2 separate regions of the Mus musculus genome follow, and region 2 is linked to region 1. Evidence: chromatin contacts called from public HiChIP or PLAC-seq data. All regions are on one chromosome and are shown on one strand. Each heading gives the region's core, a stretch centred on a gene start, on an enhancer-like site or on the middle of the called end of the contact. The rest is flanking DNA. Distances are from core to core; before and after follow the strand shown. Region 1 overlaps Gm41492 (a long non-coding RNA gene). Region 2 holds the start of Olig2 (oligodendrocyte transcription factor 2).

Region 1 (2,700 bases), core at 71-2,570:
AGGAACTGTCTGTTTCTGTTTTAATTGTAATTTACAATGCAGGCTGCCCTCACGGTCACCTTCTCCTCTGCTCAAGTAGGTAAACACAATGTCCCCATCTTGGTCATCACAGACAAGGGTACTTTCTCGGAGGGCGCTGTGAATTGGCAGTGGCTGCACCCCTGACAGCCGGGAGGGAGGCGATTATCTGAGGCAGATGAGAGCCATTATCAAATGGAGTGTGCCATCCTTAGAGCGCAAATATTTTCCCTGGCCATAATACCCTCTTAAGGAGACCTCAAGTGGCCCAGCTTGTCCCCAGCACTCCCAGCCACACCACCGATGGGTTTTTTTTTTTTTCAGCATCTGCTGGCATTTGCAGGGAGGAGAGGGCAAGAGAGAGGCAGGACCTGAGAGCATCCCGAGAGATCTTGGCCCTTGTGGCCTATTGTACTTTATCTTCAAGACAAAGACACCCCCAGGCCTTTCTTAGCGAGCCGCTTAAGCTTCATCAATAAATCAGAGTTCAGACAAAGCCCTTGAGTTGTGGGCTGGGACTCTCCGAAGGCCTTCTCCATAGAAGCTCTTCTGAGGATGTGTAGGATATGAGAGATTTTTTTTTTCAACTGAAAACATTTTGTTTTCCCTCTCCCCGCCCATGCTCTTTGTCACCCCCATCCTTTCTGCTCAGCTCCGTGTGGAATAGAAGATGCATTTGTAGCCTGAATCAGGGGGATTGTCTCCACCATCGGACCATTCGCGCCTGCCCCTCCCCTGTTGTAAAACACAAGCAGGGCCAGGAACAGCGGGGCCATTGTGCGGTGCCCATACCACCCAGATTTCACCTCCGTCTTTGCCGGGCCCCCTTTTTGTTTCCAGTCAAAAGAAAGCATTTGCTCAGGGGAGGGGGTGGTGTTTCTATTGCTTCCACGAACAGGGAGGTTAAAGGAAAGATTGATGGGAGAAACTCTACCTAGAAAACCAGGATCGTTGCTTGCCGGCCAAGGCCAGTTGCTTCATTGTCCCGGGGCCATGTTTTTTGTTAATTATCTCTCACTCTCTCCTTTTATCCAGTAGAAAAGTAGCAAAGGAGGGAGAAAGGAAGAGGATATAGAGGTCAGAGGTCCCCGTGGGCCACCTAGGTGTTCCATCTGACACACCGGGAGTGGGTAGGGATGAGGGCTCGGCTTACAAAGTTGGGTTGGAGGCAGTTGGCAATCATCTAAATAATAACGAATTTGATCCTATTATTTATGGTGAAATTTTCCGCCCTTCACCCCATGCATGCACTGGTCGACTCTACCCTCTCTCCACCTCCCAGTCTTTATCCCCTTCCCAGATCCAGTCTCCTGTTTGTGGCCTACACACACACACACACACACACACACACACACAGAGAGAGAGAGAGAGAGAGAGAGAGAGAGAGAGAGAGAGAGAGAGAAGAAGGAAGGGTGACTTTGGGAAGAGGGAGAGAGTAAAGGAAGGAGCTCACAAGAGAAAGACTAAGTCGCCCCAAACAAGGCCATGTTGTCAAGGGAATAAGCCTTGGGGAGGGCAGGCATGGACCCACAGCTGCTGGATTTGGCCAGCCTCGGATGTTGGTGGGAAACGACAATGGTCCTTCATGGCAGCGCCCCAGCTCCCAACATAAATAGGGCTCAGCCTGAAAAGGGAGGAAATGGAACAAAACCTTTCCTTGGGTACCACTGGCAGAGAAATAACATCAATTTCAGCGTGCGTGGGGGAGCCAAAGAATCTCCCTGTTTCCCCACACGAGCAAAGACAAGTTCATCAGCAGCCAACAAAGTGCCTTTGAGATGCAGCTGCAGACCACGAACACACGGCCTCTTTCCACCCAGAGAGACAACCTTGTCTTGACCAGAAAGAAGAGAGCAGAGAGAAAAAAAAAAGCACATGCTATTGAAAACCCACAAGATGGGGTAAAAGAAAGGGGGAGGGAAGCTGGGGAGGGCTGATGAGAGGCAGGGGTGGGGGGAGATAGAGAAACCCGTGGATCTTGGCATATGCGGGAGATAAGCTTTAGCTTCACCTAGTATAACACAACCGTCTTTGCCTTTCCGGGAGGCCTGAGATGAATGGCCACACAGATTCTACAGAGAGGGGCTGCACACTGGCAGCTGGTGGCCAAAGGCTGCCGTCTGGCCAGGAAGGAAGGCCACTGGGCAAGTCCCAGGGCCCCAGGTACCCCCTGGTACTCTTGGCTCCCAGCACCTCCCAGGATGAAGCAGCTGCCACCACTGCAGAAGAGGGGCCCTGCCAGTGGCTCTTGCCAGGAGGCCAGAGCCAGGCTCCCCGAAGCCAATGACGTGTTCTCATGGAGAGCCCTTGGGGATGAGCCATAAACTGGGCAAGTCTAGTGTCTGCAGGTCAGAAGACTGTGGAAGTATGAGCAGAGGACAAGATGTAAATATGAATATTTGTTTTAAAGGAGAAAAGAGATTATGACAAATGAAGTGGTTACACTGATAAATATAATCCAGAAATACCATGTTTGGGGCTAGAGAGACAGCTTCGCTGGTGTAGTACTTACCGTGTGAGCATGAAAACTCGAGTCCAAGTCCCCAAAACAAAAACAAGCAAACAAACAAAACCCCCCAAATCTGAGTGTGCCAATGTGTGCGTAATGTGAGCCTGAGAAAGCAGACAGGCAGTCCCCGGGGCTCGCTGTCCTGCCAGCCAAGGTAAGCTAGCAAGTTCCAG
Region 2 (2,700 bases), core at 96-2,595, 33 kb before region 1:
CGAGTTGGTGAGCATGAGGATGTAGTTTCGCGCCAGCAGCAGCGTGGCGATCTTGGAGAGCTTGCGCACCGACGGCCCGTGCGCGTAAGGCATGACCTCCCGCAGGCCGTCCATGGCGATGTTGAGGTCGTGCATGCGCTTGCGTTCGCGGCTGTTGATCTTCAGGCGCAGCTGCTGCAGCTCGGGCTCAGTCATCTGCTTCTTGTCTTTCTTGGTGGAAGACGTGGCCGCCGAGGACGTGGACGAGGAGGTGCTGGAGGAAGATGACTTGAAGCCACCGCCGCCCAGTTTGTCCCCGGGATGCGCGCCTGACGCGCCCATGGCCCCTCGTAGCTCGGAGCTCAGCTCTGGCGGGCAGTCGCTCGGCGTGGACGAGGACACAGTCCCTCCTGTGAAGCCGCTGCTGCTTCCCCCCTTGCTCCGGGCGGGCAGAAAAAGATCATCGGGTTCTGGGGACGATGGGCGACTAGACACCAGGCTGGCGTCCGAGTCCATGGCCCCAGGGATGATCTAAGCTCTCGAATGATCCTTCTTTTTTCAACCTTCCGAACTTGAGGAGAGAACCAGACAGATACACAGACACAGACACACACATACACAGAGACAGACAGACAGACACACAGGGTGTGGAGAAAGAAGTGAGACAATCGCCGTCCCCGCCTGCACGGCAGCTCCAGGAACCCGCAAAGGTGGTTGGCATCTACGCCGCGGCAGTCTGGCCTTCTAGCAGCCCGGGGCATGCAAGTTATCCTAATCTCTCTCCTCCCCACTCATCCACCGGTTACTTTATTTCAGGGACTTCTGGGTGGCCCTCAATGAGGGACATTCTAGAGGTTTTATTTCTTCAGTCCGGCCTGGAATAAATGAGGACTTTTCTCTGGACCGGAGATCTGAATAGAGAAGTATTTTCTATCTGGTGCTCAGACGCATCTGCCTTTAACGCCATCTACACACGCAGCAAACGCCGGCAAGCGTGAACACACGCACTGGCAGCCCGCATTGGATTCACTTTCTAAGCGCTGGTTCTACGACCGCGCGGCTAGCTTGCGGACTCGCAACAGGAGTTATTGGAGCCTGGGATGCTGCGGTGAGTGTAGACACCCAGGCAGTCATTAGTACCTATTGGGGCGGGATCTCGGCCAGTAGGCCAGCACTGTAGGGTGCATCCTAAATCCTAGCCACTTTGGAGAAGTCGGTCTTCGGGGTTTAGGCTGGAGCAGTTAAGGGGCGGGGACACTTACTGTGAATTAGATTTGAGGTGCTCGCTGCGGAGGAGAACCTGGCTCTGGGCGCTGGTGTTGGCTCGGTCTGTAATAAGCATCCACACCTTTCGGGGTTCCGCTGGTTTTTATAGCTGGGTGGAGGCAGCAGCGACGGCGGTGGCGGTGGTCCGGGCGGGGGGCGGGAACAATGTGCTTTTCCTGGAGGGGCAGAGGCGCCAATGAGCTGGGCCGGCCCGAGGGGCTGCGAAGCTGATGTCACCCGGCTAATTCCGCTCAATGAAACCCGCCGGGCCCGGCACACGCCTCCTCTCAGCACACAGCCAATGGGCGCCCGCGGTAGAGAGATTCGCGAGGAGGGATGGGAGGAGGGACCTGGGCAGGGAGAGGAAAGGGCGAGCTGAAGAAGCGGGTGGGCTAGCGGGGCTGCTAAAGAAGTCTGGGGACCCTGGCAGAGAGGGAACGCCTGCAACTTTCAATATAAATATTGTCACTGTAGCGTCAGGCCAGGGTACGGAGTGAGACGGGGAATCTGCAAACTCGTCCGATGGCCAACCAGTTCTATGGCTGAGAATGAACACCGAGGTTGCTTGCCACACCTGGAGTTTTTGCTAGCCCTCCCGCCTCCTCCTGTTTCCCGCTGCCGACCTATCGAGTGATTTTCATCAAACTGTGACCATTTGTGGTTGCATAAGAAAACACTAGCGGCGCAGAAGGCCCCCACTCCCTTAGCTCCTTTCTACTTAGTGGCAGTTGCTGCAGCTTTGGGGACAGGCGGTAGCGCCCCCAGGTGGGGGCATGGCCTTGGAGAGCACGGGGCGGGCAAGGAAGCAGAGAAAGGTTCTTAGCACTCTGGGAAGAAATCGCAATTCATTATAAAGTTTAGATTGTGTAGAAGCTCCGGAGAGCTATTTTCAATACAGTCAAAGCGCCAACGCATCGATGGTTAACGACTTCCACCTCATTCATTTTCAGGGAAACCCAGCCACTGAACTTCCAACATCTTGGTGCCCAAGCCTTGGAGTAGAGGCAACATTATTTGCAAAGAATTATCGGAGGCTCTCCGCTGTGGATGGGAGTTGATACTTGAAACACACTCCTAGCTGCCTTGGGACGTCTTTTATAGGTAGCAGCCTCTCTCTCTCTCTCTCTCTCTCTCTCTCTCTCTCTCTCTCTCTCACACACACACACACACACACACACACACACACACACATACAAAGCTGAGAAACTGGATCTGGGTGAATTGCCTGGGGAAGTCTAGAGATAACTATACACTCACCCATTTTATGGAAGTGAAAACCTAGGAATTGATTTCAGCAAGCCTCCAGGAGAAAATACGGCCAGGCCCATACAGGTGACCCTGCCTACCGTGGATGGATGCGAGCAATTGGCAGTGCCCAAGCATGGGGGCAGTAGGTTGTATCCCCACCCCCAACTGTTTCTCACATCCGGACATTTCCAGCTCAAATGCGTTTTG

Evidence for each region. HiChIP or PLAC-seq counts read pairs in DNA pulled down with a chosen protein or histone mark.
Region 2: an H3K4me3 HiChIP or PLAC-seq map of neural progenitor cells shows a contact between it and region 1, with 5 times the contacts expected there. The contact joins the promoter of Olig2 here to the enhancer-like site in region 1. A contact is called at or near these places in 1 of 484 Hi-C or Micro-C datasets (stem cell-derived neurons), 5 of 115 datasets of contacts at active chromatin or transcription factors (embryonic stem cells, neural progenitor cells, neural stem cells and 1 more) and 2 of 9 other capture datasets (adipose tissue and pancreatic islet).

The regions. Positions count from the first base shown.
Region 1 is chr16:91,190,936-91,193,635 of GRCm38.p6, reverse strand. The region is part of intron 1 of Gm41492 (a long non-coding RNA gene); the gene reads left to right. Among named protein-coding and RNA genes, the nearest start is that of Gm41492, 8.3 kb to the left of the region's middle. Within about 2 kb of position 1,320, at least 43 of the 459 cell types and tissues checked have an H3K27ac peak or open chromatin away from gene starts, as enhancers often do. A contact at or near this core is called in neural progenitor cells, neural stem cells, stem cell-derived neural progenitor cells and 1 more, where this site is marked.
Region 2 is chr16:91,224,195-91,226,894 of GRCm38.p6, reverse strand. It overlaps Olig2 (oligodendrocyte transcription factor 2), which reads right to left and starts at 1,345. Exons shown (of 2, transcript NM_016967.2): 1 at 1,242-1,345; 2 at 1-550. The coding sequence starts at 495.